3 separate regions of the Macaca mulatta genome follow, and all the other regions are linked to region 2. The links are chromatin contacts, called in public Hi-C maps. All regions are on one chromosome and are shown on one strand. Each heading gives the region's core, a stretch centred on a gene start, on an enhancer-like site or on the middle of the called end of the contact. The rest is flanking DNA. Distances are from core to core; before and after follow the strand shown. Region 1 holds the start of ZNHIT2 (zinc finger HIT-type containing 2). Region 2 holds the start of ZFPL1 (zinc finger protein like 1). Region 3 holds the start of SAC3D1 (SAC3 domain containing 1).

Region 1 (3,533 bases), core at 323-2,822, 42 kb before region 2:
AGATCCTGCAAGGCCTTGTCAGCCATGGAGAGAAGTTTAGGTTTGAGTCCAAATGCAATGGAGGGTCGCAGAAGGGTTTTGAGTAAGAGAAGGATCTGATCTGACTTGTGATCTAATTTATCTGGCAGGTTTTTCTGGAGGGCTGGCAAGAAAGGAAAAACACAATGTGTTGTCATCCACGTGAGGGGTCAGGAAGCTTAGACCACCAGTAGTAGTAGTAGGGATGCAAAGAACACTCACAGTTTGGTTCATCACACCTCCACTCCACCATAAGACTGAGCTCTGTTAGAACAGGGACCCCCAACTCCCTTTGATGTGCATTGTGTTCTTGGCACCTAGAATGGGGCCTGCACTTAATGAGATGGATGAATAGTGGTATTTAATAAGATACTTAATGAAGAGTCAGTTTTGGAGGAAAAATAGGAGCTCAAATATTTCTTTTTTTTTTTTTTTTTTTTTTTGAGACGGAGTCTCGCTCTGTCACCCAGGCTGGAGTGCAGTGGCCGGATCTCAGCTCACTGCAAGCTCCTCCTCTCGGGTTCACGCCATTCTCCTGCCTCAGCCTCCCAAGTAGCTGGGACTACAGGCACCCGCCACTTCGCCCGGCTAGTTTTTTGTATTTTTTAGTAGAGACGGGGTTTCACCGTATTAGCCAGGATGGTCTCGATCTCCTGACCTCATGATCCGCCCATCTCAGGCTCCCAAAGTGCTGGGATTACAGGCTTGAGCCACCGCGCCCGGCCTCAAATATTTCTTAAATACTGCTTTTTGTTTTTTTGAGGTGGAGTTCCTCTCTGTGGCCCAGGCTCCCAGGCTGGAGGGCGGTGGCGCGATCTCAGCTCACTGCAACCTCCACCTCCTGGGTTCAAATGATTCTCCTGCCTCAGCCTCCGGAGTAGCTGGGACTACAGGCACCCGTCCCTCACGCCCGGCTAATTTTGTATTAGTAGAGATGGGGTTTCTCCATGTTGGTCAGGCCGTGGTCAAACTTCTGACCTCAGGTCATCTGCCCGCCTTGGCCTCCCAAAGTGCTGGGATTATCGGCGTGAGAGCCACCGCATCCGATCCCAACTGCCCTTTTATTCGTCTGTGTCCTCTAGTGCATTTTATTTGTCTGTGTACAGCGCAGGGATGCATCGCCTTTCTGAGGCTTGGCACAATTAGTGGCCCAGGGTAGGTGTTTAGTAAAGTGGATTTCTGCCACAGCGCATTATAGAGCTAAAGAGAGAGGGTTTTCTCTTTAGATGATCGGGCCACGTTTTGGTGTGACCGCTAGGGGGAGAGGTGGCACCGGCGGAGCGCTCGCCAGACCCATTTTTCCGCTCCTTGCGTCATCGCACAGGGCGGGGCTCGTACCTGACGCCCGGCGTCTGGGCCTGCTCTCACCCTACTAGGGAAAGGGGTGGGGCTCGGCTTTCCGGCGTGGGCGGAAATTGCTCAGAATCCTCGGGAGCTTTGCGAAACGACAGACCGTCGTCGACCCCGCGGTGAGCCGGAAGTAATTGAATAAGCCCCGGAAGTTTGGAACTATCGCCGGCGTGCGTTCGCAGGTAGATCGCGGTGCCGGTTGCTATGGAGCCGGTCGGGCCTTGTGGTTTCTGCCCGGCGGGGGAGGCCCAGCCCGCGCGTTACACCTGCCCTCGCTGTAATGCGCCCTATTGCTCGCTGCGCTGCTACCGGACGCATGGCACCTGCGCAGAAAACTTCTACCGTGACCAGGTGCTGGGAGAGCTCCGCGGCCGCAGCGCCTCGCCCAGCCGCCTGGCAAGCGCCCTACGCCGGCTGCGTCAGCAACGCGATACCGAGGACGAGCCTGGGGAAACAGGCCTTAGCCCCGGCCCGGCGCCCGGCGGCCTCTCGGGACTGTGGGAGCGGCTGGCGCCGGCCGAAAAAACTGCCTTCGAGCGGCTGCTGAGCCGTGGTGAGGCCGGGCGGCTGCTTCCTCCATGGCGGCCGTGGTGGTGGAAGCGCGGAGCCGGACCGTGGCGGCTTCTGGAGGAGCTGGATGATGTCCCGGGCAGTGATGCCGCGGGGCTGGAGCCCGCCCTTGCGAGGACCCCGCCGGAATCTATGAACGATGCCTTCGCCGCGGAGCTCGCGGCTGCCGAGCTGGTTCTTGGAGATGTCCCGGGGGCCTGCACGCCCGCCATACCCACCCGCATCCCCACGCTGGTCAGCCTGAGCCGCGGCCCAGTCTCGCCGCTCGTGCGCTTCCAGCTGCCCAATGTGCTGTTCGCCTACGCGCATACTCTCGCCCTGTATCACGGCGGTGACGACGCACTGCTCTCTGACTTCTGTGCTACACTGCTCGGCGTTTCCGGAGCCCTGGGTGCCCAGCAAGTCTTCGCCTCTGCGGAAGAAGCCCTGCAGGCCGCAGCCCACGTGCTGGAAGCAGGCGAACACCCGCCTGGGCCCCTGGGCACACGAGGGGCTATGCACGAGGTCGCTCGCATCCTGCTGGGTGAGGGCCCGACCAACCAGAAAGGCTACACGCTGGCAGCACTGGGAGACCTGGCAAAGACCCTGGGCCGTGCCCGGAAACAGGCTGTGCTTAGAGAAGAGCGAGATCATCTTTACCGGGCCCGGAAAAAGTGCCAATTCCTCCTGGCCTGGACCAATGAAAATGAGGCGGCCCTCACACCCCTGGCTCTAGATTGCGCCAGGGCTCACCAAGCCCATGCTGTGGCAGCCGAGGAGGTGGCCGCCCTCACTGGGGAGCTGGAGCGGCTTTGGGGAGGCCCCGTGCCACCTGCCCCAAGGACTCTCATTGAGGAGCTCCCTGGCTGAACTGGGGACCCTGGTCATTAATAAAGCTGTGAGTGGTCAGCCCTGTTGCCTGTTTCTGAAGGATAGCTATTGTCCTACCAGGCCCCCAGAGTCCTGGGCCCACAAGCCACTGCTCAGCTTCTCCCTGATCAGTGCTGACCCAGCCAGTCCTAGGGGAGAGAAGTGCACCAATGGTTCCCAATGTTTATCCAAAGGAGGAAGAGCATCTCCGATTTTGGTCACTGGTTTCATTTTTTTCCTTGCTCTAAACCACCTCTTCTCTGAGGCTGTTCATCCTCAGGGCTGGGTGGGGTACAAGCCCTTGAGTCCCAAGTGTGTCCAGGCTCCTGGTCTTGGGTGTGCTGGTGGATGAGTGGGCATATGCCCCCACCTGGGGTGGTGGAGCCGCTTCAGTAGATGTAGGGCACGATGCGGTAAGGCACACGCCGGCAGTACTCCTGCCATGCCAGGCCATACTTCTGCAGGCACTGCCGCTCATCCCGGGCCTCACGGTGCACCAGCAGCGCGGTGAAGTAGAGGAGGTAGAAGTAGGGCAGCAGGTGTGACACCCCTGTAGAGAAGGAGGCTCTGTGACCACCCTGCCAGCCCCCTCCACCCCCCAGTTCGCAAACATTTCCACACCTAATGGCTCATGTGGGCATCAGGGCTCAGCAGCAAAAGCTCCAGGGTCTGCATCTAGGCATACCGTACTAGGTTGGCACAGAGGTGTGCCCCAGCCACACACTGGGTCCATCCCAGCTCTCTGA
Region 2 (3,704 bases), core at 1,191-3,690:
CCCCACCCATCTGGCTCAGGTGGGGCCCAGGGCAGATGGATGGTCAGACAGACAGAGGGACTCTCACCAGAGGGAGGCCCAGTCCTGCCCGGGCCCAGTTGACCGTGGCCAGCTTCTCTCTCAGTGCGGAGGCCACAGGGCCAGCCAGGTTGGTTGGGGGGAAGATGGGGCCATTGCAGCTGGGGCACTGGTAGCCGGCAGGTGCCGTGTTTCGGGGTAGCTGGGCAGCACGTTCATTGAGGCAGGCCCAGTGAAAGAGATCTTAGGGCCCATGAGACAGGGGAGAAGAGACATGAGGAAGAAGACACTTAGGGCTCCTAGCCTAGCAATAGCCCCCAAACCATTGCAGGACATATGGACACACGTGTGTGCCAGAGCCTTCTCCTCCCCGTCCTGTTCCCTAAAACATCAGTCTTCTTGGCTATCACCATCTAAGTCCAGGCAGTGCTACCAAGCTGTCCAGCTCACAGGGGTAAGTTTGGGTGGGAAGAAACGCCACCTCTCCTTTCAGTGAGTCCTCTCTGGGCCTGCACTCATCATACTCTTTGGGCTAATGGCTAATAATGAACAGTTTCAGAAAAGGTTCCTTGATATACACACAGGCACACATATGCATGTACACATCCCTGGGCACACATGTACATATGCTTTATAAGCACATAATCAAACACAAGTAGCATTCACTATATCTACACTATGGGCACAGGAGCCCTCACACATACACATCTATACACTCACAGGTTTGCTAACACTCAGGCACATTCAACCATGCATTCTCTTGTACTCCCACAACACACCTGTGTTCATATGTTTACGTACATACATTACCCATTCATTCACCCCCAAGTACTAATCAACACACTAACACTCATTTAAACACACAGTGTACATTAAGTGCCTGCAAGTACACACACGCACTCATAAGGAAAAACACATATGGAGCTGCCTCTTGCATGAGCTCCTTCAAAAACTGGAGCTAAGGCTCTTACTCCAGATTCAGGTCAAAGTCATGACACATATGTCTGCTGACTTCTTTTAGCTAACTTTAATGTGGGAAACTCACTTCCTCTCTGTTTAGACTTGGAATCAGTGGTGGATCCTGAATATCTGAAAGCGACATGCCGGTCTGGCTAGCTGATAGTCACGGCCACCAGCATACACATAAGCTTGACTGGCTCTCGCTCAAACCTCCAGATTGGCAGGTCTGAATTTTTAGGAAAGAGGAACTAGGAGCTTTAATTTTTAGGAAAGACAGTGAGGCCTAGAAAGGAAGAATAACTTGCCTGAACTTACAGAGCAGGTAAGGAACTTTAATATGACTAGAATCTGGGTTCTGAGACTTGGGGGACTCACTGTCCTGCTGCTTGAGGAGGGCCTGGAAACCAGTCACCAAGCTGGTCCCTGAGGCTGGCCTGATCCCCCCGAGGTGCCAAGGCCTCACCATAGCAGACAAGGCGGGTCGTCTCTCGGCTGGCCAGGGGTATGTTGCACAGGCGGCAATTGGGGTTGTAGTCGCTATCTTGGAGCCATTGCAGGTAGGACTGGACGATGCACTGGAGTGGGAGAGAGATGTCACAACTGGTGCTGGGGCTGCTCGGCCTATCACCCCAAGGTCTGACAGTCTCTTTTTCTCTAGTCACAGAGGAGACTCATCCTTTTGTTTGTTCAATCAATATTTATTGAGCACATACTGTGCGCCAGACTCTCTCTTGGGGGCGGGGGATATATCAGTGAACAAAATAAACCAAGTCCTTGCCCTTGTGGGGCTTACATTCTAGCGCGGGGACCCTCATTGATTTGGAGGAAGCCAATACCGCCTTGCCCACCCAGTGCCCTGCTCAGTCGCTCCCCTGAAGGCCCCACCTTGGCGTGATTGGCTACCAGGCAGTGCTCGCAGACGTTGACCCGGTGTTCGAAGCAGAACAGGTTGGTCACCTTTCTCTTGGGGCACTTACAAAGCCCCATGATCGATCCTGGGAAAGGGACCTGAGTTGGTAGGAAGCCAGGTTCTGGTGGCCACCACTACGCTCTCACCAGCCCAGTTTCCACTCTTAACTCCCCCAGACACTCTCTTATTCGCCCCGACCCAAGATTTCTGCCCACTGTTCCTCCTTATGCGGGGAAACACTCCCTGCATAAATCCCACCTCCGGCGACCCCTCAATCCTTCTGGATCCCGCCCCCGGCCAGGCCCCTCCATCAGCGACTCCCCGATACCACCGGCCCCGCCCCCAAGGCCTCCCCTGAGCCCCACCCCCTCCAAGCCCCGCCCCTTCTCTACAGACCCCAGTCTCTGTGTTTACTGATCGGCCGCTGCACCAGTTCCGAAGGGCGGCAGCGATGCTTCGAGGCGAGGAAGGGCAGGGACCACGCTCTCCAAGGATCTTGCTCCGCTCCCTTCAGCCCCGGCCGCCCCGATTATCCCTCCGCTGCCACGTCTCTTCCGGGTGCGGCGCGCCCTGATGACGCCATCGCACCCCTGGGCCACGCCTCCGCTGACGCTAGACGTGAAGACCGGTGGAAAAGAGAGGGGGCCCGGGCGCCGCGGACCTCTGTCCCTACGTCACTTCCGCTTCCTTCTCCGCAGGGCGGGTAATTCGAAAGTTTTTTGCAGCGAGTGGCCTTCCCCGTTGGCGCGCGCCCGGGGCGGCGGCGCTGGAGGAGCTCGAGACCGAGCTTAGTTATGTCTGGGAGGCGAACGCGGTCCGGAGGAGCCGCTCAGCGCTCCGGTGAGCGGAGGGCGCGCGGGAGACGTGAGGTCGAGCCGTTTGGGGGACGCAGTCCTGTGAAAGATTGCCCTTCCCTCCCGCTGCTGCCTCCAGAGGAGGCGCCCTTAGAAGGGCTTGTTTGGGAATTTTCTCGCTGTCTCTAGAACCTGTTCTCTGGACTCTAAGGTCTAGAGTCCTCCTCTACCACTTAACTTTTTTCTCTTTCCAGGGCCAAGGGCCCCATCTCCTACTAAGCCTCTGCGGAGGTCCCAGCGGAAATCAGGCTCTGAACTCCCGAGCATCCTCCCTGAAATCTGGCCGAAGGTGAGCCCCAGGTTTCTCACTTCCTCCCCTTGTGGCCCCTCACCTAATGTTGAGCTCACGTTCATCCCTCTTCTCCAGACACCCAGTGCGGCTGCAATCAGAAAGCCCATCGTTTTAAAGAGGATCGTGGCCCATGCTGTAGAGGTAAAGGCTAAGGAGGGTGTTGTGGGTGAGTAGGCGGGCGAAACTGGGGGCCAGCTATGAGATCAATTGGTATTGTACCCCGCAGGTCCCAGCTGTCCAGTCACCTCGCAGGAGCCCTAGGGTGAGTTCACTTTCATCTACTTAATTAAGTAGAATCTGGGTCACTCTAGAGGTGGACAGCACACATTGGCTGCTCACATCTGCCCAGGGAGCTGTTTTGCAGTACTACAAAAACAGTTTGCCTTTGGGCACCTGCATGCATTGCCAGTCTTGAGTACTCCCTGAAGACTTAATACACTTAACTTTTTATGCCTTGTGTATTTCTACCATTTTCCTGGAACTTCATGTAAAAACTGAGCGATGTCTTAACTCCACATACTGCCTTTCTAATCCATTTTGCCTTTAGCTTTCATTTATGGGTGTTCTAAGATAAGTCATGTGTATGACATTTTTACAGTTTTAGCACAAGCTATTGTCAAAGGATGTTTCATTAATAGACAATCTGAAGACATAATGAATGAGAAATGTG
Region 3 (3,542 bases), core at 312-2,811, 41 kb after region 2:
AACCCTGACTGGGCGGGGAGGTTAAAAAAAAGTTTGAAAATCTGCCGGGCGCGGTGGCTCACACCTGCAATCCCAGCACTTTGTGAGGCCAAGGTGTGCGGATCACGAGGTCAGAAGTTCGAGACCAGCCTGACCAACATGGTGAAACACCCCCTCTCTACTAAATACAAAAATTAGTCAGGTGTGGTGGCACGCCTCTGATCCCAGCTACTCAGGAGGCTGAGGCAGGAGAATCCCTTGAACCAGGGAGGTGGAGGTTGCAGTGAGCCAAGATCGAGCCACTGCACTCCAGCCTAGGCGACAGAGTCAGACTCAAAAAAAAAAAAAAAAAAAAAAGTTTTAAAATCACTGTTTAGGCCAACTCTCCCGTTCCACCCTTGCCCCTCCACTTTTATTCCTGAGACAACTAAGACCCCGAGATGGGCCCGAGGTCCCATGTCGGGGATTGGTGGATCTTGTGCTGTCCTGGGAGGCGCCTAATGGTGAGATGTTAAAGCTAATCTTTCTTTTCCCTACCTCCACTGTCATGGTGGGCTCCTGTCCCCACGCTCTGCCCAGCCGCCAGGACCGCGACTCACCCAGGTTATAGAGCAGAAAGAGGCCCTGGAAGGCTGGCTGGCGGGGGTGTGGTCCCGCGCCCCGCGCGTAGCAGCGCCGCAGCGAGCCGAAGCCCTCTTGCACCTGGGCCTGCAGCAGCACCGGGTCCGCAGGTCCCCGCGCCGCGTCGGGCCCGAGCCGCGCCACCACGGCCAGCAGCGTGGCCAGCGCCGCCTCCAGCACCACCGCTGCCTCGGCGTCGCCCGCGCCCTGCAGGGCCAGGTCCAGGCGCACAGCTCGCAAGCGGTCTGCCACGAAGCTGGCCACCTCGGCGCGGGCAGCGTCGGCGCTTTCCGCCACCTCACCCGCCAGGTAGCGTACCGTGGCCAGCAGCACGGAGGGCGGACGCAACTGGCTGGGTGGGGGCCGGGGCTTGCCGGCGGCGGGTCGGCTGTACTCCTTCACCGCGCGCTGCGGATCGGCGCGGGGCGGGTCCTGGCGGCACCCCGGCACCACTTCCAAGCGGTGTAGGCGGCGCTCCCTTTCGCGCTGGGCGCGCTCGGCGGCCGGGCACATGTCCGGGCAGGTGCCCATGGGCAGCTCGCAGCCGAGCATGAGGGGCTGCGGGGAGACGGTGGGCGCTCAGCATCCCGGGGACAGCGGTGCTGCGGGAAGGCAAGCGAGGCCGGCTGGGGGTGGGGAGCGGTGGGGCGGGGCTGAACCTGGCTGGGCCCGCCTGCCCGCCATGATCCCCGGCCTCCGGGCCGCCCATCGGGCCGCCTCTGTCCTCTCACCGGGTCCTGTGGAGTTGGCCTCCCGAGATGCACTGCGTTGTAGTCCAGCAACGCCTCTGCGGCTCCGCGCGCTCTGGGGCGGCTAACGGCCCCCATCGAGCTCCAGGTTCAGCTTTGCGCGCTCCCCTTAGTGTTTTTAACGGGTAGCCTTGGCCGCTCCCATGATACACCCGTGTAGTCCCTGCCGCCACCAACCGCTTTGTGGCGAGGAGGGGCGGGGCGGGACTGAGGCCACGCCTTCCAGCCCGCTGAGCAATCAGGATTTGACTTTGGGGCCTCGGAGACAGGTACCCCTGCTTTGGGTTCCTCTCCTTCGTCCCTTCCACCCAATAGACCGGCTTCATCGTCTTGTCATTCTCTATTTCCCTGGAGACTGTGCTATTTTCTAGCTCAGGGCTCAGCAAATGTTTTCTGCAAAGGGCCAGGTTGTAAATGTTTTGGGATTTGCAGGCGGCAAAGACTCAACTCTGCAACTGTTCAACAGCCGGTGTAGCGCGAACGCAGCCATCACAATACTGAATGAATTAGCCTGGTTGTGTTCCAACAAATTTTATTTATAGACTCTTAAATTTTATATAATTTTCACCTGTTACATATAAATTTCATCTGTCTTTCTGTCACAGAATATTATTTTGATTTTTTTAATCATTAAAAAAATGTAAAAACCACTGTAGCTCACAGGCCTTACATTAAAAAGGGGGTGGGCCAGATTTGGCTGCAGGTGGGAGTTTGCAGACCCCACTTCTAGAGGGGTAAACTAATGGTTTAATGACCACAGCTGCTGCTCACACATCCAGACAGACAGGCAGGGGCCGGGCATAGTGACTCATGCCTGTAATCTCAGCACTTTGGGAGGCTGAGGCGGGTGGATCACTTGAGGTCAGGAGTTTGAGACCAGCCTGGCCAACATGGTGTAACCCCGTCCCTGCTAAAAATACAAAATATTAGCTGGATATGGTGGCATATGCCTGTAATCCCAGCTACTAGGGAGACTGAGACAGGAGAATCGTTTGAACCTGGGAGGCGGAGGTTGCAGTGAGCCGCGATCACACCACTGCACTCCAGCCTGGGCGACTGAGTGAGACTCCATCTCAAGAAAAACACAAAAAGACAGGCAGGGTCAGAAGTGTGAGTCCTTGATTCCAAGGTGGCAAGTGTAATCAGGGAACTGAGAATTCATTATTTTTCTCATGCTTGGTCCAGTTACCTACAGAAATGGCCCCTGCGATTACAAGACCAGGAGGTGGGGCTAGGCCCTGGGGAGAGGAGAAGGGGCTGGCAGTGCAGGATCGAGAGTCCCAGGGAAGGGCCCACTCCCTGTTAGGGTGGGAGTTGAGACAGGTGCAGGCGCAGGATCTCCTCTGCCCGCTTCAGGTACTCAGCTGCCTTCTTCTTCACACCTTCCTGGCGGGCAGGCAACGGGTCACCTGTGGAGAGAGACTGCTCAGCTGAGGCACCTGGGCACTACTGGTCTAGTTGGAACCCTTGGTCTGGTCCTTTACAATTCACAGAGTATCACCATGTGCTTTTCCCTCTTCTCTGGGGCCCAGCGTCCATTCTTCCCATTCTACAAACAAGAAAACTGAGGCCATGCCGGGTGCAGTGGCTCACGGCTGTAATCCCAGCACTTTGGGAGGCCGAGGCAGGCAGATCACTTCAGATCAGGAGTTCGAGACCAGCCTGGCCAACATCACAAAACCCCGTCTCTACTAAAAATTCAAAAATTAGCCAGGCATGGTGGTGGGTGTCTGTAATCCCAGCTACTCAGGAGGCTGAGGCAGGAGAATCTCTTGAACCTGGGAGGTGGAGGTTGCAGTGAGCCGAGATTGTGCCACTGCACTCTAGCCTGTGACAAGAGCAAGACTCTCAAAAAAAAAAAAAAAAAAAAAAAGAAAGAAAGAAAAAAAAAAAAAGAAAACTGAGGCCACAAGAGGTGTTAAAACAAACAAACAAGCTGGGCGCAGTGGCTCACGCGTGTAATCCCAGCACTTTGGGAGGCCGAGACGGGAGGATCACGAGGTCAGGAGATCGAGACCATCCTGGCTAACACGGTGAAACCCCGTCTCTACTAAAAATACAAAAAATTAGCTGGGTGCGGTGGTGGGCGCCTGTAGTCCCAGCTACATGGGAGGCTGAGGCAGGAGAATGGCGTGAACCCGGGAGGTGGAGTTTGCAGTGAGCCAAGATTGCGCCACTGCACTCCAGCCTGGG

Evidence for each region. A called contact is a pair of places that touch in the nucleus more often than the background predicts.
Region 1: a contact with region 2 is called in a Hi-C map of fetal cortex germinal zone, with 1.7 times the contacts expected there. The contact joins the promoter of ZNHIT2 here to the promoter of ZFPL1 in region 2. A contact is called at or near these places in 3 of 14 Hi-C or Micro-C datasets (cortical neurons, fetal cortex germinal zone and liver).
Region 3: a contact with region 2 is called in a Hi-C map of fetal cortex germinal zone, with 1.5 times the contacts expected there. The contact joins the promoter of SAC3D1 here to the promoter of ZFPL1 in region 2. A contact is called at or near these places in 4 of 14 Hi-C or Micro-C datasets (CD4 T cells, cortical neurons, fetal cortex germinal zone and 1 more).

Annotation. Positions count from the first base shown.
Region 1 is chr14:9,260,178-9,263,710 of T2T-MMU8v2.0, forward strand. ZNHIT2 (zinc finger HIT-type containing 2) reads left to right here and starts at 1,573. Exons shown (of 1, transcript XM_001114311.5): 1 at 1,573-2,826. The coding sequence starts at 1,573. The coding sequence ends at 2,787. TM7SF2 (transmembrane 7 superfamily member 2) reads right to left here. Exons shown (of 11, transcript XM_015113808.3): 11 at 3,000-3,337. The coding sequence ends at 3,177.
Region 2 is chr14:9,300,997-9,304,700 of T2T-MMU8v2.0, forward strand. ZFPL1 (zinc finger protein like 1) reads right to left here and starts at 2,441. Exons shown (of 8, transcript XM_077962416.1): 1 at 2,285-2,441; 2 at 1,864-1,986; 3 at 1,354-1,553; 4 at 68-261. The coding sequence starts at 1,444. CDCA5 (cell division cycle associated 5) reads left to right here and starts at 2,510. Exons shown (of 10, transcript XM_077962403.1): 1 at 2,510-2,728; 2 at 2,937-3,031; 3 at 3,110-3,175; 4 at 3,261-3,296. The coding sequence starts at 2,683.
Region 3 is chr14:9,343,364-9,346,905 of T2T-MMU8v2.0, forward strand. It overlaps SAC3D1 (SAC3 domain containing 1), which reads right to left and starts at 1,562. Exons shown (of 3, transcript XM_028833249.2): 1 at 1,332-1,562; 2 at 517-1,158. The coding sequence starts at 1,427. It overlaps SNX15 (sorting nexin 15), which reads right to left. Exons shown (of 7, transcript XM_077962414.1): 7 at 1,865-2,758. The coding sequence ends at 2,652.